Linked DNA regions of Mus musculus: regions 1, 2, 3 and 5 are each linked to region 4. Evidence: chromatin contacts called from public capture Hi-C and promoter capture Hi-C data. All regions are on one chromosome and are shown on one strand. The core of a region is the stretch at or near the end of the contact, and the rest is flanking DNA. Distances in the headings are between cores, read along the strand shown.

Region 1 (4,539 bases), core at 569-3,068, 1.3 Mb before region 4:
GACCGGAGAAAAAGGCTGCCTGAGACAAAAGTATGAGAGGGGCTGGAGAAATGGCTCTGTGTTTAAGAGAACCAAGGTTCACTTCCCACTACCCATAGCCACACCATCTGACATGCCAGTTAGTTCTGGATCTGATTCTCTTTTCTGGCCTCTGCGGGCACTATTCATGCCTGTAAACATGTAGGCAAAACAGTCATACACATTAAATGAACAAATTAATTCATTACAAATGATGAGATATGCTCTTTCTCTCTCTCTCTCTCTCCCTGGTGGATATGGCTCAAGATGCGAGTGCTCAATTGTTCCTTCACTGTGTTATCATGGACTCTAACTCTCTGAAGCTGCAAGCCCAGTTAAACACTTCCTTGTAGAAGTTGCCTTGGTCATGGTGCTTTATCACGGCAGCAGAAAAGAAATGCATACAGTTAGAATTCTTCAGTTGTAAGAATAGAATTCATAGGAGGTTATACAGCTGGCCCTGCTCAAGCTGCTTTCACTGGGTCAGCTGGTCTCCTGTAGCCTGTCTGGACGCAGCAGGCAAAACTAGGAAAGGGCAAACCGAAAGGTTCACACGTAGCCCCTCACTTCTGTCCTATTCTCCAACTGCCACACTCCCTATAGAAAGTCCGTAGGTTCCTCCCGTCCTTGCGAGCACCTCTTCCCCACAGGAGAGGGTTCACCCTTCGATGTTTTGAAAGAAGTAGTATCCATTTTCTGTTGAGGTCAGTCTGGACATTTGCTGCCTCCTGTGTCTTTAATCTGCTTCAGAAATCTAACAAATATACTGTGATAAATCAACATGACCCAAAACAACCTGGGGAGAAAGGGCTTATTTGTACTGTATACACTTGGACACCACAGTTCATCACCGAGGGAAGCCAGGGCAGGAACTCAAACAGGACAGGGACCTGGACACAGGAAGGGGCCTTGGCGGAGTGTGGCTTACTTGTTCGCCTCCATGGCTTAGCCGACCTGCTTTTTTTTTTAGCACCTAGTGCTACCTCCCTGAGCTCTGACCCTCTTGCCTTTGCCTTCTGAGTGGAAACTATTGTGCCAGCTGTAAATCTAATTTTAAAAATTAAACGAATTAATATTATGATTGCCAGGTGTGTGTGTGCATGACCTGTTTGTGCGCTTGTGTGGAATTCGAAGGACAGTTTGGTAGACTTGGCTCTTTCACCTTCCACCTTCACTGGTGTCTGGGCATGGAGCTCAGGTCACCAGGCTTGGCCAGATGACCTTTTACCCACTGAGTCACCTCACAGGTTTGTAAAGCTATTCTTTTATTCAGAACAATTTTATTCAGAAAAGGCTACTATATTAAGCCTGTACCCAAACATAATATTTTGAAAAAAGAAGGGAATGTGTCTGGGACAGAACATTTCCTCTTCTTACACGTTGTGTATTGGGTATGTCTGTCCCCAATTACAGAGTCCCTGGGGCCTCAGAACTTTCCACAGTCCTATTGGTCTCTATGACAATGCACCTGGTGAATTCAGAGGAAACACAGGTGTCAGGTGGAACAGGCGCCAGGCAATGCTGGGGGAGTGTTGTTGGCTACAGAACCACCTAGGTACTCCATGAGCAACTATACCTGAACGTTGCTTTGCAGCCAGGCTGCCTGAGTTCCCACCTCTCTAGGAAACTTCTAGAGGACCCCGCCAGCTCTGGATGCAGCAGGGGTCCTGGTGTCTGTGGCTAGGCAGGGAATTGGCAACTCCCTCTGGGACTCCACTTCCGATGATGCTTAAGCCTCCTGCGCTCTAAAAGGGCACAACTCAGGCGGGGAGCATCCGATCCAGACATCTCCTGGCCTCATGCAGCCCTTCAGCATCCCTGTCCAAATCACGCTACAGGGTGGCCGGAGGCGCCAAGGGAGGTAAGTTCCCCACCTGAATCTCCCATCAGTGTGCCTCCTGCTAATCAAGGCCAGTGTGGCTACAATGCGGCATGCTGAAAGCTGAGTTTGGTAGGTGCTTTGAGGAGGCCAGCTTGCAATGCCTCCCAGGTACCCCTACCACCCACCTCTACCCCACCCCCACCTTTGGTTGCTGTTTTGAGACAGGCTGTCATGTAGCCCAGGCTGGCCTCAAGTTCTCTATATTGTTAAGAATGATCCTCCTGCCTCCTGATCTCCAGTGCTGGGATTCCAGGTGTGGACCACTCTCTACCTGGGTACACAGGTGACACAGGTGGTGTGGGCTATGGATCCCAGCACTGAAAGCAGTGCTCAGCAATATATCTCTTGTACGAAAGAACAAAGAAATGACACCAGCCTTTGGTCTTGTTGGTGAAGCCTTAATGGTCCAGACCAAGATTCAGGTTCCAGCTCCCCACCGAGGCAGCTGCATGACTCTGGGTCTTTGCCCCTCATCTTATCTTGAAATAGAGATACTTGTCTTTGTGTGCTCTAGCACGGTGGTGCCTTCCTGGAACTCTCTAAACTAGACAGGCCTGCATATATTATGTACATTCTAGCTTTATTATTATTATTATTATTATTATTATTATTATTATTATTAAGACAGCATCTCACATAGCCTGGGCTGACTGCAAACATGCTCTGTACCTGATGCTGACTTTGAACTGCTCTTTCTGCCTCCACCTCTCAAGTGTAGAGATTACTGGTATTAACCACCCAACTATACTGAGTAAGTGGGAAGTGAAAAAGATTATTTTAGGACCCTTCTCCCCAAGGGTATGCAAAGCAGAAGAATTTTGAAGTTCAGAGGAGTGGGGCCTTGAACTCCTGTGTGAGAGTTGGGGCAGCAGGACAGTCAGAAATGGGCAGAGGAGAGCCATACCAGGCTTTTGAAATATGATATTAGAAATGTTCTGGTACATTCTTGGGAAGAGGACACCTTGAAGCCAAGCTCTCCCACTATAGAAAACTTGGGTGGCTCTTAGCAATATAAGCAGAACTGGGAGCTGGGTACTCATTAACCTCCAGCTTTAACTACTCTACTGGGTATTTGGTTTAGGGCATGAAGGAGAGGCATTGGATGGGTTGGGCGTGGGTTCCAGGCTGGTAGAAGGGTCAGACCACAAAGTAGAGAGGCTCGCCCAGCTATGAGCTAATGCCTTTATGAGCAGGCAATTACAGCAAGTCGCTTCGTGGCAGGAGACAGAATAGCAACCAAGCCAGCGAGTGAACGTGAAGATGCTCCTCATGACACAAGCAAGGTGGAAGACAGTCCAGTCTGCCCCCAACGCATCCCTATGCTCACTTCCCTTCCTGACATGCAGAGGTGGATAGCTTCTTATTGCTCCCACCCTGCACTTGGTGGTGGCTTTTTATCAACCTCACTTGCTGTTTCACAAAAAGTTGCTAAGCAATTTTGTATTTTTTTTTAAAAAAGCAAATACCCAGAAAGATTCAGGCAATGACAAAAACCTTTCAGCTGAAACAAACTTCAGGGAGGTAGTAGTTGAATGCGCATGCCCAGCGTCACAAACGCATGGGGATCCTCATTAGGTGAATTGTGACGCGTGGCTGAGCTACCTCGAGTTCTTGCTCAGTTCAGATGTTAAAGGGCAAGGCTGCTGGTTTCTGTCCGGATCACACCCAGGCAAGCTATGGAGCTAGAGCTAGACTGTTCACGCTGTTAGCAACTCAGTTTGCCTCAGCCTGAGAAGGTGGCATGGGAGCCTCAGCTGTGCTCTGATTTGATTGGAAAGTCATCCTCTGCAGGGAGAACTCTGCAGGGAAGACTGGGCAGGGAGGACTGGGCAGGGAGGACTGGGCAGGGAGGACTGAGCAGGGAGGACTGGGCAGGGAGGACTGAGCAGGGAGGACTGGGCAGGGAGGACTGGGCAGGGAGGATTGGGCAGGGAGGACTGCGCAGGGAGGACTGCGCAGGGAGGACTGCGCAGGGAGGACTGGGCAGGGAGGACTGCGCAGGGAGGATCAAGCAAGGAAGACAGGGCAGAGAGGAACGGGCACAGAGGATACTGGTTGATGTCTTCAGGACATCAATATTCCTGGTTGAAAAAAAAATTAAAATGCTACTGGCTCATCTCACTGACTAGAGAGCAAATGAGATCATTCTTAATCACTCTGAGACCCTGGGATAAAAAGTGTTTATAAACACTACTGAGTTCACCCCAGACAGTACTGCTGCAGTCTCAAAAACTGAAGACAGCCAGTAACGTTCAACTCCGAGGATGCAGGCAAGAACCGTACGCCTTACCTGATTGATGGACTGTGAAATCACAGGGAGCTTACAAATCATTGTTAATGGCATGGAAATTAAGTGAAAAATACAAGATGAAAAAAAAAAACCCTATCTAATAAAAAACTCTGCCTAATGTGATCACACTTGTTTAAAATAACATTAAGACAGGAATAATCCAGGGTGGGAATGTACTTAATATGACAAGCTTGAAGAGTTGGAGAGATGGTGGAGTGGTTAAGAGCATTGTCTCTCTCTGTCTCTCTGTCTTTCTGTCTCTTTCTGTCTCTGTGTCTCTGTCTGTATGTCTCTGTCTCTCTCTGTCTCTTTCTGTCTCTCTCTCTGTCTGTCTCTGTCTCTCTCTGTC
Region 2 (4,830 bases), core at 1,875-4,374, 1.4 Mb before region 4:
AGATATCCTTAAAAGCTAAAGAAATTCCAATGGCTCGCTCCAAATTAATATATTGTGGTAAGACAATTGGGAATACCTTTGAGCAGTTACATAGACAGAAGGTAAACATTTATCCTCCCACAAAGCAATTACATCTCACGTGAGAACTGACAAACTGGGGTGGAGACATGTAATGGCTTCATACGGAGAGGCCGGCTTCCCAGCTCTGTGACCTTGAGCAAGCTGCTTTGCCTTCACAGTGCCTTTCACTTACCTACTAACTAGTCTTAGGAGTAGTAAAGGAATTTTTACTACTGTAAAACACTCAGACTAGTACCTTACTCTTTTCTTAACTGTGAAATTGTTTTCACTCACTATGGCATAGTTCCCAGAATGCAGAACAATGTGAATTCCACAACTAAGCCTGAGCAGGTCACATACCTGTGTGGATGCAGAGGCAAGTGGAACAGAGTTTAAAGCCATTGGAAGCTACACAGCCATTTCAAGGCAAGTCTGATCTCAAAAGGGTAAAATAAAAAACTGAAGTGGAAATAATAAAGCACCTGCGTACACTTTCAACAGTAACCTTACTAGTTTAAGAGGTACCCACCTTCAACAAAATGTGAGCCCTCAGTAACAAACTCCAGTAACTGGCCGAAGATTGCAGTGATGGCTTTCTTTGCCAGCACAAAGTGCTTCAGTGGAGATACCGTTTCTGCCATTATGCACCTAGGTTGAGAAAAAGGTTAGAAAAGCAATAATTAAGCCGGGCGTGGTGGCGCATGCCTTTAATCCCAGCCCTTGGGAGGCAGAGGCAGGCGGATTTCTGAGTTCGAGGCCAGTCTGGTCTACAGAGTGAGTTCCAGGACAGCCAGGGCTATACAGAGAAACCCTGTCTCGAAAAACCAAAAAAAGAAAAAAAAAAAAAAAGAAAAAAAAGAAAAGCAATAATTAGCCTGTGGATGACAAATGCCTGGAGTCTCAGCTACTGGGGCAGGCTGAGGCAGGGGGTGCACTCACACCAGGAAGTCCAGTTTTACCTGGACAATGCGACATAGCAGGGCTTTCCTCATCTCCAAAGCTCTACTTAAACTTAACAATGAGGGGCTTGAAGACGTGATTCAGCAGTTAAAGAGAACTGGCTGCTCTTCTAGAGGACCCAGTTCTATTCCCAGCACCCACATGGCAGTTCACAACTGTCTTAAGACTCAAGTTCCAGGGGTTCTGATGTCCTCCTCTGGCCTCCACAGACACAGGTACACACATGGTACACCAAAATTTGGTTGCATATATATGCAATCAAAATACCCGTACACATTTAAAAAAAAAAAAAAAAGCTGAATGATAAAGGTGTGGTGTTACACACCTGTGATCCCAGCCAGGAGGAGGCTGAAGCAGGCCAGCCTTGGTAAACCTTGTTCAAAACGAAAAACTCAAAATCTCTCAAAACAGTTCAGGTGGAGGAGACTAAGTTCAATCCTCCAGAAACCAAGTGGTTGAAGGAGAGAACCAACTCCAGCAAGTTGTTCTCTGCCTCCAAACACCAACTGTGAAAGTCTACCGCTTCCACATATAAGTTAAATATAATTTTAAAAACCATATGAAAACAGGGCAGTGGTGGCGCATAGTCCCAGCACTCAAAGACAGCTGGATGTCTGTGAGTTCAAGACCAGCCTGGTCTACAGAGCAAGTTCCAGGACAGTCAGGGACACACAGGGAAACCCTGTCTCAAAATCAAACAAATAAAAAACAAAAACAAAAACAAAAGAAGAAGAAGAAGAAGAAGAAGAAGAAGAAGAAGAAGAAGAAGAAGAAGAAGAAGAAGAAGAAGAAAGAAGAAATGAAATGTGCATGCCTCCAGGGCTAGGCAGATGTCTCAGTGCTTTAAAACACTTGTTGCTCTTCAGAAGGACTTAAATTGGTAGCTCACAACCACCTGTAACTCCAGTTCCAGGGGATCTTATGCCCTATTCTGACCTCAAGGGCACTGCGCAGAAACTGTGGTGAAACATGCATCCGTATATGGAAGAAAAACATACACATTAAAAAATCTAAAAACAGAGCAAACATTTAAAATCATGCTTAGTCTGATACCTGCTAGTTCATGCCTCAATTTCCTAATAGCAAAAAATTAACCTGGCCAAATAGATAAAATACTTTTTAGTATTATTTATTTATTTACAGAAACCATGTTAGTCAGAAACCAAAGATTACTCTCGAGTGATCTCCCATTAAAAAAAGAGAAATTTGCCTCCTGTCATGTTACCTGTAATTCAGTTACTCAGGAGTGTCACACAGGAAAAGCTGAAAATTCAAGTCTACAAGAGGCAACAGAGTGAGATCAAGGCTTGCCTGGGTCTCTCAGTGACACTCAGTTTAGAAACCGGTTTAGGGATACAATGGCATTTGCCTAGCATGGGAGACCTGGGAGGGGCTCAATCTTCAATCCTGGAAGAGTAGATATGTAAATAAATGTAAAATCGGTAAAAGCTAGTAACAAAAATCTTGGTTGTAATCCCTAATTTATTTTCCTCGAGTGAAGATGAAACTAGTTTAGCTAAACTAAGTTTCCCAGTTAGCGAAGAAAATAAAAGAATGCCCAAGTCTTAATGCAGTACAGACACCAAGAAGGTAGCAGCTTTCGTCACAATTACGGAGTCAAGACTTAAAGAAGGCATGAAGGAAGGCTTCAAGCCAAAGTCCCCAAACTTAAAGGAATGTTGAATTTAAAGTAAAAGACGTTCTACCTGGAAGCTCCTATGAAAAGCCACCAAAGACAAGCACACGCTAACGCTGGTGTGCGTGAAAAGAAGCGCCGTGGCCACCAGGAGGGTGGCTCCCTCCGGAATCCTGAACTGACGGCGCGGAGGAGGTGCGTGGGGAGAGGAAGCCGCGTGGGCCGAGAGCCTGCCCAGCCGGGTGGATTCCTACCTGGACAGGGCCTTCCCTCAGGCTGGCCGCCCGTCGCCCTTGCCCGGCCCGCCGCCCCGGCCCGTCAGGGCGCTCGCGCTGCGCCGGTCCGGAGCTCGAAGGTCACCCCGGACGTCGCCACCCGCCAGCGGACACTCACTCCGTCCCTGCTCCCCACTGTCACCCAGCAACCACAGCTCCGCCACAGCCCCCTGGCTGTCTCATCCTCCCGAAAGAGGGGAGGTGCCCAGAGGAGGGGCTAGGGGCGGCTACTTCCGGCGCTTCGGATCTCCTATTGGCTGACGCTTCGAGACCAGAACTGCATATATTGCGGGCGCCATTTTCCTTCAGGGCTGAAGGCGAGGTTTGTTTTGGGCAGGAGTTCTTATTAACCACTGGGCTGTTTTCTGTTCCACCTTCCAACTCCTCCCCTTGGTTTTTCCCTTCAGAGTTTTCAAAGCTCAAAGGCGCCAAGTGTGAAAAGATGTCCATGGTTATCTGAGGGTGTAGGGGGAGAAGTACCCCAAAACCACATAGATGTTTATCATGCGGGGGGGGGGGGGGGGGTCGTCAAAACTTTGACTTTTCCAATTGCTCTGGTCTTGATTGGTTTTCTGGGGTTACTGGAGTGAGCTGTGTGTGTCTACTTACTGTAAGAGGTATTACTCAAGAAAATTAATTGTTCATGATTTAAACTTTGTTAGGAATCACCTGGGAATCTTGTTAAACCATTGATTGATTGATCGAGGGTGAAGCCCAAGGACTCTACATGTTCCACCTTCCAAGAGAGGTTTCACAGCATGTGTCCTGAGAGGTTCTTTACAGAGTTAGCAAATGAGATGCTTTTGCCAGGGAAGCCCCTTTATCCATATGAATGGCAGCTACCTCATCTATAAAATACTAAAAATGCCTACTTCATGAATTGTGGGAAAGTAAATGGGTTAGGGTGTAAAGTGCTTAAAACATTGATGGGCACCTGCAAAAGTTGGATAAATAAAAATAAAAGTTGGATAAAAAAGTTGGATAAATACAGTGAATGAGATCATTTCAGACTATGACTGCTATTATGGGGGGGGGGGGAGATCAGGACAAGAGGATAGAGTGAAGAAAAATGAGCAAGGTGGAGCCAAAGAGGTATGTGTTTTCTGAAAGGATGTCATTTCTCAGGTCATTTCAGGACTGTTACTGGGAATATCTGGAGAAAAACTGTCCAAGACACATAGGAAGGACAGTGCTAAAATGGATGAGTTAAAAAAACAAGCATGAGCTGGGCGTGGTGGCACACACCTTTAATCCCAGCACTCGAGAGGCAGAGACAGGCAGATTTCTGAGTTTGAGGCCAGCCTGATCTACAAAGTGAGTTCCAAGACAACCAGAGCTATACAGAGAAACCCTGTCTCCAAAAAAAACAAACAAACAAACAAACAACAACAAAAAACAAAACAAAACAAAACAACAACAAAAAGAACTCACAAACCCGCTGTCACAGCCTCCCAAGTGCTAGAATTCAGATCTGTGCTCTCACTCTGCCTAAATTTGAAGATTTTTGTTTTGGGTTGTTTTTTGGAGACAGTGTCATTTTATATAGACAGTCCTGGGTCCTGGAACTCACTATGTAGAACAAGTTAGCCTTGGACTCACAGAGATCCAATGCCTTTGCCTCCCAGGCCAGATTTTTTAAAATGATTTTTTTCTTTTTGAGACAGGGTTTCTCTGTGTAGCCCTGGAACTCACTCCATAGACCAGGCTGGCCTTGAACTGCCTATTTCCAGGGTATATAGCCAATAAGGATCAGTACTTAAGAGACTGGGGAGAAGGCTCAAGCAGTAAAGTTCTTGCTGTGATGGCATAAAGACCTGGATCCAGATCTCTAGCCACTCATGGGGAAAACAATAATGCTGGGGGTGGGGAAATCTCTGGAGCTGGCTGGCCAGGCTAGCA
Region 3 (4,718 bases), core at 428-2,927, 1.5 Mb before region 4:
ATGGATGTCTGCTTCCCCGATCATCTCCAGAATAGATTCAGTACCCCAGGGCTTTCCACTAAGTTTCCCCAGGTGCTTGTCTTTCAATATACAGTTGACAGTAGAGTATTTCTCAGAATCCTGCCATATGGGACATGCTTGTGCACAGGATTATGAGGGAGGAAATCACAACAAAGGAAAATAAGTATCTGAGTTGGTCTAGTCAGGTGCCATGTTATGTGACTTCATGAAACAAGCAGAATCCTAGTGGGCCTCAGTTTGCTAGTCTGTGAAATGGGGATAAATGACAGAGGCAGGCTGAGGCAGGGAGCCTTAGAAATGCATGTCCTCCCTAAGTACCGGCTTCCCCTTGTCTCCAACCTTCTAGTTTAGGACTTATTACTGAAAGATGCCATCAAAAATTAGACCACTCCGGCTGCAACCTACCATCCTGACTCTTTGACGTGTAAGTCTGGTACTTCTTCATTTTCTTCTAGTATTTAATTAGGGAAAGCAAAACTTTGGGGAGAAACCACTTCATCATCCTGGTATCTTGGTGTTTTCACATCTGTGGTGGGGTGGCTTTTACACAGAGCAGATCTTCTCCCCAGTCACATTCAGACTGCTGTTTGGCCTCCTTGCCGGTAGGTATGAGTGGCTTTTATTCCAGGTTGATATGGAGCAGCTGATAAGGAAGAATGGAAGGCCGCGGGGGTGCCAAGCTCTCCTGATATTCTTTAAACCCTTCTACAGCTCTGCAAGCCTCTTTTACCCAGCTCTGTTTCTTTAAATTGTTTGACGTCAGAAAGAGAATGCTATAGCAACCGTCTGTCAAAGTGGAATTAACTCCGAAGAAAGATGGGGGTGGGGAGAGGAGCAATGCCCCTGCAGAAGAAACAAATTGGAGGGAGACATTTAGTTTATAACATGTTCAGTATAAAACGCCGGAGAAATGCGAACAAAGTCGCTTGAGATGCACTGAGGTGCACTAGTGTTTAAAGAGCAGAGACCTGGCAGGGTGCTGGGAGAAGGCCTTCCAGTCATCAGTGACCACAGAGTAACTTCCGAGAGCTGACAGTCAAGAGGGCAGGCTCTGTGCGAGCATAGGTTTGTTCAGGAATGTTTACAGCACGTTCTGGTGTTGGGGGTGGGGAGGAGGGCAGTATCACTAGCTTCGTGTTCCCAGTGAACCTCGGGCATCCACCGACGGCTGCTTGGCTGGATTGACTTCAGATTTTAGAGCCCAGTAATTGCAGACTGCATCTGTGGCTCTCCTGGCTCAACCCTGCAGCCCGCCAGAGCAGAGCAGCCTAGGCCAGGCCCAGGCGTGAAGAAGTCAGGCACTCAGCTTAGACGGCGCGTCCAGGGGCACACTGATAAATCGAAACTGCAGGGGATGCGCTTTCCGCTTCCCAAAGCCGCAGAAGCTGCACGCCTTGCCAGCGCCCACCCCCTGCACCCTGGCCCAGGCCACGCGCGCGCCCCCGCCAGCCCCCTCCCCAACACACACGCACCCTGGCCCTGCATGCGCCAATCAGCCTCCACCCAGGCCAAGCGCGTTCTGGGTTCCCCGAGCCCCTGCAAGCGCCCCCCGCCCCGACCGCGCTCGCTCCCGCCAGCCCCGACCCGAGCCACGCGCGCCGCTCTCTCGGCGCGTTCCCAGACCCTCTCCCCGGCCTCGCGCGCCCCCGCCCCCGCCCCCGCCCAGCGCGCCGCGCCCGGGTCCCCGCCCCGTCCGGCGTGCAGGGCTCTGGGTGTGGTCGCCGTCTTGTGTGGTGGAGCCAGCTAGCGGTTCGCGACCCGCAGCCGGGCGCCCAGCAGTAGCGCGGTGGTGGCGGCCGGGCTCCAGGTAGGTGGCGAGCGCAGGCGGCGGGCGTCAGGGCTCCGTGTGGACGCGGGTGGCGGGCGCTGGGCTCCGTGTGGACGCGGGCGGCCGGGCGCGGGGCTCCGTGTGGACGCGGGCTCCCCTGCGCTCTGCGAGGCCCGGGACGGCCGGAGGGTGCGTCCACCCGGGAGTCTAGAGGACGGTAGCTGCAGAGAATGCCCCCCCCCCCAACACACACACACACACACACACACACACACACACACACACACACACACACACACAGCCTCCCGCCATCTCCACCAAGTTCTCCACGGGCTGCTGGAGCCTCAGGTTGTTGTTTTTGGACTGATACTATGTCCCCAAAGCTTGGTTATTTTTAAGGTGGGTGATAACGGATTTTGGATATTTGCAAGTTTAGAACTAGAGAAAGCGGTTATTTTTTCTCGTCTTCTCCCCGCATCTCTTTCTGCGTTTTCAAAGTTGAGAGAAGGCTGACAGTGGTGGGTGATTTTGTTTTCTCTACTCCTTTCCCATCCACCCCCCCCCCAAAAAAAGGTGAGTATTATAACCTGCTGTAGACCCGCGCCCTACTAGGGAGTTGCCTTAAGACAGAATTGTAATTATTAGTCCCTTTCAATATCGCGAACTCGGACGGTGGTGACCTTTTATATATTTCAGCTTATCAGGATGTGATGGCTGGCATGCTAATGTGAGAGGGAGAGAGGTTGTCTTTTACAGGGGTCTGACCAAACTGTATATCTGGTCTTTGCCAGCATTCATTGCTGATTCTGAAAGTTTACTGTATATTTTAATATTTTGATTAAGAGCACTTAAGGAGTCTTTTGCTTTTGCATTTGGGTTTGCTGGTGAATTTGAAACCGAAATAGAAACTTTAAAAATATCATTTAATAAATATTGCCAGACCTCTTGTCTACACGTTATTAGACCATGACGCTGATTCTTCGTGCTGTGGTTTGCTTAACTGCATGCCTTAAGCCTATGAGCAATACACAGGAAGCAGTTCTGAGTTGCTGGTCTTTTATGAATAAACATTTCAGCGTGTGTTTTTACTCCTTAAAAATAGATCCTGAAATAGATCCTGGGACAATTTCAAAACTAAGAGTGGTATCTAAGTTGGGCTTTTTTTTTTTTTTTTTTTTTTTTCCCCATCACCAAATATTGTCGGAGAGTGAGTGAATTCTCTGATTTCTTTCAGGTGTGTTATTTAAGTTTGGTGGTTTGGCTATTCCTTTCTTTGCCTTGCTGGCTAGTTTAATCAGATTTATTAAAGGAATTGTTTACTGAAGCTCTGTCCTCTCATCAGGGGCAGTGAGCTATTCTGTTCTGTCATCTCTGGGTCACTCCTCAAAGGACACATTATACCTTCCACAGGCAAGGCGATGTTAAATGACTCACTGTGGCCTTGTAACTGTTAACTCAAGTTGGAGTCAGGACAAGATCCCTCTGTCCGCAGAGTGCATGCTTTTCCTGCAGAACACATTCAGTTAGTCCTAGGTCCTGGGAAGGACCCTCAGCCATCACTGATGTACACATAAAATTTCCTTGACATGTCAGAAACCTGTGCTGGTTTCTCTGCTGTGATTGGTGCCATTTACTGGTGTTACTCTGTATAGCCACCCATCAGCCATTCTGTTCCTGGCATCCCTGGGGTCAGTGACCCTTTTCCTGAGGTACAGTTACTCTATTGGCATTAAACTGGTGGTGGCTCCTACAAACTAATACCCCTATTTTGACATGGGCTCCAGAGAAACAACTACCACCACTTTGGGAGGATGGAAGCAGGGTAGCAAGCAACTCCAGGTGTTGTGGAGTTTCAGCTCCAGCAGATGAGGCAGGAGGGTGTTGTTGAAAGGGGTTCTAACCTGGGCTACAAGGAAGCCCCTGTCTCCCAACAACAACCTGCTTTATAACGTGGGAATTCTTTGATATCCTTTATGTGTTAAGCCAGATGTTCTCACAGCTGCTTCCTGTACTACCACCCCCTTACCCTGAAGCTTCTGTGTCTGGTTCTGTGGCTCCCTTACGTTGTTGTGTAAATATGGTGGTGTATCTACTGAAAACACACTTTTCTCAATGTGGTGTTCTACCTCAGTTACTGTCCTATGTCTTTCTGTCTGTCTTTCATTTTTTTCTTTCTTTTTTTTTCTCTTCTCTCTCTCTCTCTCTCTCTCTCTCTCTCTCTCTCTCTCTCTCTCTCTCTCTCTTTGTTTGTTTCGTTTTGAGACAGGGTTTCTCTGTGTAGTTTTAGCTATCCTGGAACTCCATCTATAGACCAAGCTGGTCTGGAAACCACAGAAATCTGTCTGCTTCTGCCTGCTTTCAGAGTTCTGGGATTAAAGGTATGTGGTCACCACTGCCTAGTTTTTATTAAAGTCATTTTAAATTACTCGTGTTTCTGGGCACCTTAGTGCCAGTGCCTGAAGAGGCAGTGGCTTCAGATCCCTCTGAAGGTAGGGTCATTAAGGGTCTTTGCGAGGCACTTGTTTCTTCTTCAAGAGCAGTATGCTCTTGTAACAGCTGAGCATCTAAGCTCTTTAAGCTTTACCACCTAATTTTGATCTTCATTGAGAAAGGCTGATCTTGCTTGTCAACTGGATGTGAACCTTGGCAGAGGAACCTGAAGAATTGCTTCCATCAGATTGGTCTTTGGGCATGTCTGTGTGGCATTTTCTCCATTGCCAATTGATGGGCTATGTAAGAAAGGTAGCTGAAAGTGAGCCTGGGAGCGAGCCAGTGACCCTCTGTGGTTTTCCCTTCAGTTCTAGCTTGAGCTCCTGCCCCCGCCCTCCCTCCGTGAGGACTGTAACCTGGAAGTGCAAGCCAAATCAATCCTTTCCTCCCCAGGTTGCTTTGGGTCAGTGTTTTAGCATAACAACAGAAAAGCAAGCTG
Region 4 (4,466 bases), core at 950-3,449:
GATTTTATGCATCAGTTAGAAATCTCTACAGCCATGCCCAGCTGTTAGTAGAAAAACGACATTTGTCCTTCCTAGACCACCTCCTACTTCAAAGCGGGACTTAATTCCTTGACTCACTGGCTCCCATAAGCAATCCTGAAAGATAACTGGTTAGCTTGGCTTAAATTCTTTAAAGAAAATTTACTAGGGTTTCTTGAGGTTAGCAATTTGTCTCAGATAACCCAGACTGTTGAGAGCTGGAGTCTAACCCAGGTCTACCAAAGCCAGTGTTAACTAAAGCTGAGTCCACACCAGGGTTCCCTAATGTTTGTTCTTCTGAATGTCCAAGTGGAAGGTGTGACATGCAGCGTGTGGTATACTATGTGGTAGAGGCAAGGTGTGGACCAGGAGAGAATGCAAAGAGAATTTAAAATATAACGTGGGAGGGGAGATATTGCTCAGACTGTAGAGAGCTCACCTAACATAAACAAAGCCCTGGCTTCGTTTCCTACTTCTGCATCCTGGGATAAAGCTGAGTCAGCAGTGAGTGAGCTGTGAGGAGGGAGGTGAGTTCCAAATGTCCTGTCTGTAAAAGAGAGGGCACCTAAGGCTCTAAAAGGGGGTACAGAGTCTCTGAAAACCCCAATGCGCTCTCGGGAGAAGGCACAAATTTAGCTCCTCTCGAGACCTTAGGGCCTGGCTATGCCCTTAAATATATACATGACCCAGACAAGGCCAGAGGGAGTTAGGCCACCTCACCTAGGTGACAGTGAAGCCAAAGGGGGTGACAGATTTCTAGCAGAAATCCACAAGTGGTGCTCACAACCACCCAAGTCATCCAACTGGCTACAGGTTTCAAAACTGTTTCCAAAAACTTTCCCATGACACCCAAAGATGCTCCCTCCCAAACTCCCTCACCCTGGGTTTCCAAGGCTGCCCGACATTCCCGACCCCACCACCACCACCACCACGACCACCCCACCCCACCCCACTCTGTGACCCTAGGCATTGAGTGTGTCTCCCTGGTGGAGTTTCCTCCCCGCAGGGTACTTGTTCTTCCCAATAGCTAGCAGCCTGCTGAGCAGAACTGGAGAAGGGTGTCACCCTGGCAGAGAGAGGGTGGGAAGCACAGTCACTGCAGGAATCCCAGGGGCAAACGGTAGGTAAAGATGGTGACAAGTCAGATAAGCAGGCCCTGAACTGAGAGAACCAACTGAGACTCACTAATCCGGGCAGTCCAGAGACTCCTCGAATGTGAACGGAACCTCATCCGGGTGACTCCGGAGTGCCATGCAGTCTAAGAAGCTCAGCTCAGCCTACACCTATTTGAAATTGCCCTTTGTTCTCTTCTCCTCGGGCCTATAGACAGCTCTAATCGGAAGCCCACTGGAGATGGCACAGTGGGGGTGGGGGGAGGACTGGAGTGTCTCTTTGGTCGATTAGCTTGGGTACCTGGGATGATGAAATCATGGGGAATTAACAATAGTGTATATGATTTCCCACCATGTGTATATGATTTGATTCATGAAATTCTCAAAGCCATTGATTGACCAGTGTTACCTTTATCATCTCATGTTCAGATAAAGAAACTGAGGCTGACAGGTGGCTCTTTAGGACTAATTCTCCTACAGGGTTGGATTGGAGATGTCAAAAATGTATCATCCAGAGGTCTCTGAGTCTCCAAACTTCTGAGAGCCCTGTCTAAAATCCCCAATTCTAGCCCAACCTGCCTCTGGAAGCTGCTTGCAAACTTGGAGTCCTTACCTGGAAGGATGAGGATGTCCACCAGGGGTTTGCAGTGGTAGAGACCAGTGGCCATGACGCAGTCAGCCCACAGGCCCTTGGAGCCCAGTTCGTCCATTTTTCGGCAGGTGGGGATGGTGTAGCTGCAGGTCACCACCCAGTCATTGGTGGACGTTGTGACGATGATGCCAATCCAACCCACGAAGCTCGTGACGAAACCCACCACCTGAAGGCAAGTGGCTACCATGGTGGCCGCAGCGACGTCCACGCAGCTCGACTCACACGGATTGTGCCCCCTGTGTCGTCCTGGACAGAGCCTTCCCTAGGCTTGCCCTCTTGGCCCTCGCGAGCCGCTGGCTCCGGGCTACTCGAGATGGGGAGAGAGCGGCTGCAAGCACTGCTGCGACAGCGTGCAGCGGGGACAGGTGCGCCTGGAGGGGACTGCAGCGCTGCTGGGCAGCGCGTCCCCGCCCCCTCTTTAAACTCCGGGGCCCGGGCTGGCAAGCGCCAATCCGCGACAGCCCCCGAGACGAGCCGGCCAATCGCAAGCCAGGCTTCGGTGCGGGTGTAGAAGGGAGCAGGGGCTGAGGAGGGGCAGCAGGCTGCCCCACGGCTGGTGACACACGGTCAGCGCTGGGAATTAAATTAATCCCATCCCGATAGGGACCCGCAGAGTGAAGGGGGCGCGTCCAGCTCCTGTTGGGTTTGTTAAGCGTAGTCTCACTCCTAGAGAAGTAGTCTCTCTCTCTCTCTCTCTATGTCTCCCTCCTAAACTTCTACCAACTCTCCGACCGCTCCCTCTTCTCTGCTGTGGACACTTCCAAGGGCACCTAGTACATTTTCCTATGCCCCTAAGGAACAGAGGGGACACATTCAGCACTCCGATGTTGCCATAAGAAAAGACCGGGGAGAGGGCTTAGATAGCTTAGTAAGTGAGGGCCCTTACTGCGCTGGCACACGAGAGAGCCTCAATCCCAATGCCCAGCACCCAGTACAAAGCCTGCCATGGTGCTTACTAAGTCCGTAACCCGGTGCTGTTAGACTGATACGGAAGGACCTCTGAGTTTGCTAGCTGCCATTCTAGAGCCAGGTTCAGTGCCATTCTGTGGCTCGAGGAAATAAGGTAGATGGGGATAGAGCAGGACACGGGACATCCTCCTAGTGCACACGTGTGTACACAGACACACACCCCACACACACCGCCACACATAAACACACACATACACACTTCGCAAGAAACAAATAACACAATAAAGATGGTGCCAGCAGAATTAACTCTGGTCACAATAATGGTGACGATTACTCACTGTTATTAATACTTGATAAGTGCATGTGTTCTTATACCACAGCTTACTGAATTGTCCACACTTTGCAGTGGGGACAACTGTCAATTCTACACAGAAGAAACAGCCCCCCAAAGGACAAGCTCCTGAAGTTCACACAGCTAGGAAGGAGACTCCGTGGGCCCCGCTCATTCCTGTCCCTGACCTTTCCTGAGAATCCATCCTGGTTATCACTTTCTGAATGTTCCTAAAGGGCTTGGTGTTCCATTTGTGATACATTAAAAGCCAGGCATTCTGCCCAGATCACTGTAAATAAGTTAGCTTCTGTTCTCCACCGAGAAAACCGATAGCCCAGATTGAGTGGGAAGCAGAAGCTATCAGCAAAGGCTACCAGGCAGCCCCCTTCTCTACACGCATTCAGATAAGGCTCATTCTGTGCCCTTGGGCGGAGGGAGGCACTGGGGATGAACCCACGGACTTGAGCAAGCCAGACAATGCTCTACCATTGAGCTACAGCTTCGGACTTGTGCAATTTTAAGTCAAGAAAAGGATTGCTTATCTTACTGTATGGCTTGATCTAGTCACCTGGGCCTCTTCCCCCTCTCCTCTTATTCTATTTAAAATGGTGGCAGATTTCAGCAAATGGACATTTTGCTCATCATCCTGTTGAGCTTGCTGCAGTTATCCCCATGATGGATGGGGTCATACATGCCACCAACTCTTCAAGCCAAGACTGCCCTTGATCAAGGAGACTAGTGGGATATCTATGTGGCTGGTGGGTTGGTCTTGGAGTGGGCTGTCTCTCAGTCTATGTGACTGGTGGGTTGGCCTTGCACTGGGCTGGCTCAGCCTATGTGACTGGTGGGTTGGTCTTGGAGTGAGAATGGCAAACACTTTATTACTGTTACTGTGGCCTATGGGGGATAACTCCTGCAATGTGTTTGACGCAGGCCTGGTGCTGTTGATTGACAAGTTAGTCGCTATTTGAGCTACCCAGACCAGCCTGCATAGTCCAAGGCCTGGCTCCACTACTACTGCCTACGGGATCAAAACATTTCACATTGCTTTTTAAAAGAATAAGTATGTTTGTATCCGACCCCTGAGAATTCCGTGTGTCTTTTACTACATTATTTACCTACTTTGTGTGCATATGTGTGCATGGCACACGCATAGAGGTCAGAGGACAGCTGCAGAAGTCAGTGTTCTTCCACCGAGTGGGTCCCAGGGACCACAGGCAGGACTTCAGGCTGATGGCAGTGCCTTTCCCTGTGAGCCTTCACGTCGGTTTTATGTAATGTTTCTCGGTTCCCTGTCATTTGTAAAGTGGGATGAACACGGAGCCTACCGTATAGTTCTTTTTATGGGTATCTGAGTCACTATACATACCGAGCTGAAAGCAATGTCTGCAACAAATCCTCAAGAAACCTGGACACTAGATTACGATGTGAAGCTCAGAATTCT
Region 5 (5,005 bases), core at 1,377-3,876, 1.5 Mb before region 4:
GGGTGGGCTTTGGGGTTTCAAAGGCTCACACCAGGCCCTGTGTCTCTCTCTCCCTGTTGCCTTCAGATCTGGCTGTATATCTCTCAGGTACCATGTCTGCCTACGTGCCACCATGCAAATAATGGACTAAGCCTCTGAAACTGTAAGCAAGTCCCAATTAAGTGTGTTCTTTTGTAAGAGTTGCCTTGGTCGTGGTGCCTCTTCACAGCAATAGAATATTGACTGAAACACTGAGTCAGATTCACACATGTCTGTCTTGCCATTAGGATAAGAAGGGCTCTGCTAACCATCTTACTAACAGATCAGTGATTATGAGGAAGCAAACGATATTTTGAGGAACCAGCCTAACTCCATTTTGAAGACAGAAGCCATAATGCTGTATTGTTAAAAATAAGCTTTTATTTACTAGAAGAGCCGAGTTGCTGTTTTTAAAGTCTGTTTCCTCGAGCCATGATCTTGACTTATTTTTGAGGATATTCTAGCCCCCCTTAGCCTTCCCTAATCACATGATGACCACATGGTGATTTTTTTTGAGATTTTTTTTCTATATTTCCTTTTTCTTTATTGTCTCTCTTCTGTAAACCTGATTTGAAACCAATTGTGATTCTACTCCTTAGAAGGGGTCCAAGAAATAGACTATGCCCTGCTCTCTTTAACCTGATATAAGAGATAGTCGCCGCTGGCCAGCTCCTGGGTGCACCCCAATAAAATCAAGCTTCCTTCCATTTTGTCTCTAAAGTGTGGTAGTGATCCTATTCTCCCCCGGGGGGACTAACAATTTGGTAACGGCAGGCTCCTTCACAATACACCAGTCCAATTCTGCAGTGGAGACAGTGGGGTCCTCAAAAGACAACACCAGCACTGAAAACCATGTGTGAGATAACATGAATGTTTGTGTCTATGCGCTCTCACCACAAAAACAAAACACCAAAACCTTTGCTCATTTGCTGCAGCTCCTGGGACACAGGACACGATAACCATGTAGGGAGCAGGGTCGATATGTAATTAGTGGATGCTGCAAAGTAACTCCTTGGGCCACCCTGATGTACCACTAATGTGAATCAGTGGCAACATTGTCATGGAGCTGTTCCACAGCCCAGAGCACCACCAAATCCTGCCCAGGGTCTAGCCTAAACTCCTTTTCATGGAATCCAAGACCCCGGGGAACAGCTCTAACGTACCTGGCTTAGGCTCCTGAGAGTACCTTAAAGGGCCACAGATGGGGAAGTTCAAGATGAAAAGATTCATCAGTCTGGGCCCTGTCCTAACTAATTGTGGTTATCTGTTGTTGTTGTTGTTGTTGTTTGTTTGTTTGTTTTCTTCTTGACACAAGGTAGAGTTATCAAGAAGAGGGAACCACGGTTTAGAAAAATGTTACCATCAGATTGGCCTGTAGGTGTACCCATGGGAATACTTTCTTTTTTTTGGGAGGGGGGGATGAACGTTCGAGACAGGGTTTCTCTGTATAGCCCGAGCCGTCCTGGAACTCACTCTGTAGACCAGGCTGGCCTCCAACTTAGAAACCCACCTGCCTCTGCCTCGTAAATGCTAGGATTAAAGGCATTCACCACCACTGCCCAGCGACATTTTCTCAATAATTAATGTAGAAGGGGCCTGGCCCACTGTGGGTGGTGCCACACCTCAAGTGGTCATAAGTGGTTTTTAAGAAAGCAGGCTAAGCAAGTCATGGGGGACAAGCCAGCAATCAGCATTTCTCCATGGTCTCTGTTTCAATTCCTGCCTCAAGATTCCTTCCCTGCTTGAGTTCCTAGCCTGCCTTCCCTCAGTGATGAACTACAATTGTAAATTGTATAAAGAAAAGCATTTAATTGGGGGCCTGCTTACAGTTTTGGAGGATTAGTTCTTTATCATTCTGTTGGGGAGCGGACAAGCATGGTGTCGAAGCAACAGCTGAGAGCTTTACATACTAATCCACAGGCATCAGGCAGAGGGAAAGAGACACTAAACCTGGAATAGGTTTTTGAAATCTTAAAGCCCAGTGGCACATCGCCTCCAAAAGGCCACACCCATTCCAAAAGGCCACACCTACTCCAATGGGGCCACACCATCTTCAATAAGGTCACATCTCCTAACCCTACTCAGTTTCACTATCTGGCAACCAAACATTCAGTCTATGAGCCTTTGGGAGCCATTCTCATTCAAACCACCATAATGTACATATTTTATCCTTTATCCCAGCAATAGAAACACCAAATAAGTCACTGGCACCGTGAGATCAAGCTGTTGACTGCTGCATTTCTCTCAAATTGTCATTGGCTGCTTGTCCCGATGTCACCATGAAGTCTTTCCTCTATGTTTTTGCATGTCTGTGCCCAAACTTCCTCTTCTACAATATTGGATTAGGACCCACTCTGAAGACCACGTCGTAACATCTGTTAAAACATTATCTCCACATGTAGCCTCACTTGAGGTACTAGGATTATGACTTGAACATATGAGATCAATTCAGGTGATATCATCACCCATGTGTCCTGGCCTCTCACAGTAACTCTTTAAAGTTGTATTTATTTTACTTTAATTCCGCATATGTGAGGGGTAAGTTCATGTGAGTGCAGGAACCCTCAGAGGTCAGAAGAGGGTGCTTGAATCATAGGTGGTTACGAGCTGCCTCACACGGGTGCTGGGAAGTGAATCCTCCGCAAGAGCAGTACGCACTCTTTATTGTGGTGTCATCTCTCCAGCTCTTCTCAGATAGACTCCGGGTCACCCAAAGTGGCCCCTGGCCACTCCCCAAGCCTTCCTGTGGTGGCTTTACTCCCAGCACTATGTCCTCTCAGCATTCCCGATGCCTGCCCGCCTGTACATCTAAGTCAAATCTGCTTCTCTGAAAACAGCCCATGCCTTACCTGGTCCTGTAATCCTCCAAACGGATAGAATGACTCTCTCTTAAGAACTCAAGCAGCACTTGAAATACCTCTAAAATTCTACTTATTTCTGCACCCATTTCATCTTCTCTAACACATTGTTAAGTTATTTTAGGGTGCTACATAGCTATTACCAATATTTGCATACCAGCACCAGCAAGAGAGGGAGAGAGAGAGAGAGAGGGGGAGAGGGAGAGAGAGAGGGAGAGGGAGAGAGAGAGGGAGAGGGAGAGGGAGAGGGAGAGGGAGAGGGAGTGCTGTAACTTTATACACACACACACACACACACACACACACACACAGGAGCTGTTAAAATACATCATCCAATACAAGTATTCAATTCATACTTCAAATCCTTCTGTCCAAACTCAACACAAATATCACTGTTTCCTTGTCTGAATATGTTTCACATGCCAGCCTTGGTCTTTTATGCTGTACAACTCTTGCCTCATAAACGCGATAACCCTAACGGCTATTAGTGCAGGCTGGTGTCTCTTGGGACCTGGGAGGAGGCAGGGACTGAGACAAGAAGGTCCATTGTCTTGCTCTCACAAAGCTGTGAGCTCTTTGGGCAAGACTCATCTTGTGCAACAATAGAAAGGAGAATCAGCCACCAGCGATGGAACCCGGTCCCAACAGCTTATGGGTCACCCAGAGAGAAGAAAGTGCAAGCCACACTTGACCTCCTCCAGAGTTCTACCAAAGTCCATTCACATGTTGATTAAGCCAGAAGCTGCAATGGCCTCTGGCTTGAGCCCTGTTTGTGGTCACAGTGTCACAAGATTCCCTCAAGAGCTACGGGTCACCTCACTGGCAACACAAGTTGTTTTGGCTCTGCCTCCACTGCCCACTTTCATCCCCTGCTCCCCACGCTGCTGCTATTGGTTGAGCTCTTGCTTCTGATTCCTAGTTCCATGTGATCAGACTGTATCCTAGGACTCAATGGGTGGCCAAGGGGGAGGGTTCTGTAAGCCATTGCCACACATACATCATATCCTCTTTGTATGCTTGTGTTGTGTGTTTGTGTGTGTGTGTGTGGGGGGGGAGTATTGTTTTGCTTTGGTCTTGGTTTTTTGCTTGCTTTGAGATATGTGTGTGTGTGTATGGTGTGTGGTGTGTATGTATATGGTGTATGGTGTGTGTATCTGGGTGGGAGGCTGTGTGTGCATGTCTATATGACACAATTTCACATAGCCCAGGCTGGCCTCAGAGTTGCTATGTAGTTGAACATAGTTTTGACTTCTAGTCATATTGCTTTCATCTCCTAAGAGTTAGGATCAAAGGTGTTCATCATCCCCCTGGCTTACATGGTGTAGCTTCTTGAAGATTCTTTTTTCCTCAAAGATGAGAAGAGAGGGATGTATGGAGAAACGGAATTTAGTAGTTAGCAGAGTAAGGAAATGCAAAGGAATTTAATGTTGAAACAAAAGCTTATGCTCACAGGTTGCCATGCTGGGCTAAGGACTGGAGAGCTTGCTCAGTGTTTAAGAGCACACATTGCTATTGACATGGGCTGGACTTGTTCTCAGCACCAGCAGCACACAACCATTTAAAATAAAATAAAATGTATTTACAATGCAGAATTCAAATGAAGCTTTAGGAAACGAAACTCAAAACTTGTCCTGGGTGCAGATCATTCAAATTACCTGGAGAACACATGACCACACAGACTTCTGTTCGAGGACAAGAGAAAGGAAAGAAAGGGTTTTGATGAAAGGAAAATGTTTGCAAAATGTGGCTGATCTAATAAACCAGAAAAGTATGACACAACTTACCCAGGCATTGGTCATACTAAATATTGACTCCTGGGTCAGAAAATGGGGGCTTGGGATCACGTGTAACACTTTGGTGGTGTCACACACCTGTAACCCCAGCACAGGTGGAGATGAAGGAGTTTAAGACTATCCCCTGCTATCTTAGTGATTGAGACCAACCTGTGCTACCTGAGATCTTGTCTCAATAAGGAAAGGGGGGGTGGGGGGGGAGAAAGAATCAGTAATGAAAGCTGTTGTGTCTTTACAGTAGATTTTAAACTAATAAGGTACACACTGGTGGCTGGTGGGTAAGTAAAGCTGCTACTAGCGTGCTTGGCATTAACTGGTTCCAGAGAACAGTTTTCT

What was found. Promoter capture Hi-C pulls out the DNA fragments that hold promoters and counts their contacts. Capture Hi-C pulls out chosen DNA fragments and counts their contacts.
Region 1: a contact with region 4 is called in a capture Hi-C map of embryonic stem cells, with 5 times the contacts expected there. The contact joins the promoter of Kcnmb3 here to the promoter of Cldn11 in region 4. A contact is called at or near these places in 3 of 39 promoter capture datasets (the 3T3-L1 cell line, liver and pre-B cells), 1 of 15 datasets of contacts at CTCF or cohesin (pro-B cells), 10 of 484 Hi-C or Micro-C datasets (B cells, CD4 T cells, CD8 T cells and 6 more), 1 of 115 datasets of contacts at active chromatin or transcription factors (astrocytes) and 1 of 9 other capture datasets (embryonic stem cells).
Region 2: a contact with region 4 is called in a promoter capture Hi-C map of hippocampal neurons, with 3 times the contacts expected there. The contact joins the promoter of Mfn1 here to the promoter of Cldn11 in region 4. A contact is called at or near these places in 2 of 39 promoter capture datasets (embryonic stem cells and hippocampal neurons) and 2 of 484 Hi-C or Micro-C datasets (B cells and CD4 T cells).
Region 3: a promoter capture Hi-C map of hippocampal neurons shows a contact between it and region 4, with 5 times the contacts expected there. The contact joins the promoter of Gnb4 here to the promoter of Cldn11 in region 4. A contact is called at or near these places in 3 of 39 promoter capture datasets (the 3T3-L1 cell line, hippocampal neurons and pre-B cells) and 1 of 115 datasets of contacts at active chromatin or transcription factors (astrocytes).
Region 5: a contact with region 4 is called in a promoter capture Hi-C map of pre-B cells, with 10 times the contacts expected there. The contact joins the enhancer-like site here to the promoter of Cldn11 in region 4. A contact is called at or near these places in 1 of 39 promoter capture datasets (pre-B cells), 7 of 484 Hi-C or Micro-C datasets (B cells, CD4 T cells, CD8 T cells and 3 more), 1 of 115 datasets of contacts at active chromatin or transcription factors (astrocytes) and 1 of 9 other capture datasets (liver).

The regions. Positions count from the first base shown.
Region 1 is chr3:32,489,248-32,493,786 of GRCm38.p6, reverse strand. It overlaps Kcnmb3 (potassium large conductance calcium-activated channel, subfamily M, beta member 3), which reads left to right and starts at 1,818. Exons shown (of 4, transcript NM_001195074.1): 1 at 1,818-1,879. The coding sequence starts at 1,818.
Region 2 is chr3:32,527,776-32,532,605 of GRCm38.p6, reverse strand. Mfn1 (mitofusin 1) reads right to left here and starts at 3,124. Exons shown (of 18, transcript NM_024200.4): 1 at 2,911-3,124; 2 at 590-708. The coding sequence starts at 701.
Region 3 is chr3:32,613,549-32,618,266 of GRCm38.p6, reverse strand. Gnb4 (guanine nucleotide binding protein (G protein), beta 4) reads left to right here and starts at 1,677. Exons shown (of 10, transcript NM_013531.5): 1 at 1,677-1,828. Gm52622 (a long non-coding RNA gene) reads right to left here and starts at 1,656. Exons shown (of 2, transcript XR_003954599.1): 1 at 990-1,656; 2 at 1-864.
Region 4 is chr3:31,147,653-31,152,118 of GRCm38.p6, reverse strand. It overlaps Cldn11 (claudin 11), which reads right to left and starts at 2,199. Exons shown (of 3, transcript NM_008770.3): 1 at 1,744-2,199. The coding sequence starts at 1,969.
Region 5 is chr3:32,692,827-32,697,831 of GRCm38.p6, reverse strand. No RefSeq gene overlaps it. Among named protein-coding and RNA genes, the nearest start is that of Actl6a, 13 kb to the left of the region's middle. Within about 2 kb of position 2,626, at least 18 of the 459 cell types and tissues checked have an H3K27ac peak or open chromatin away from gene starts, as enhancers often do. A contact at or near this core is called in pre-B cells, where this site is marked.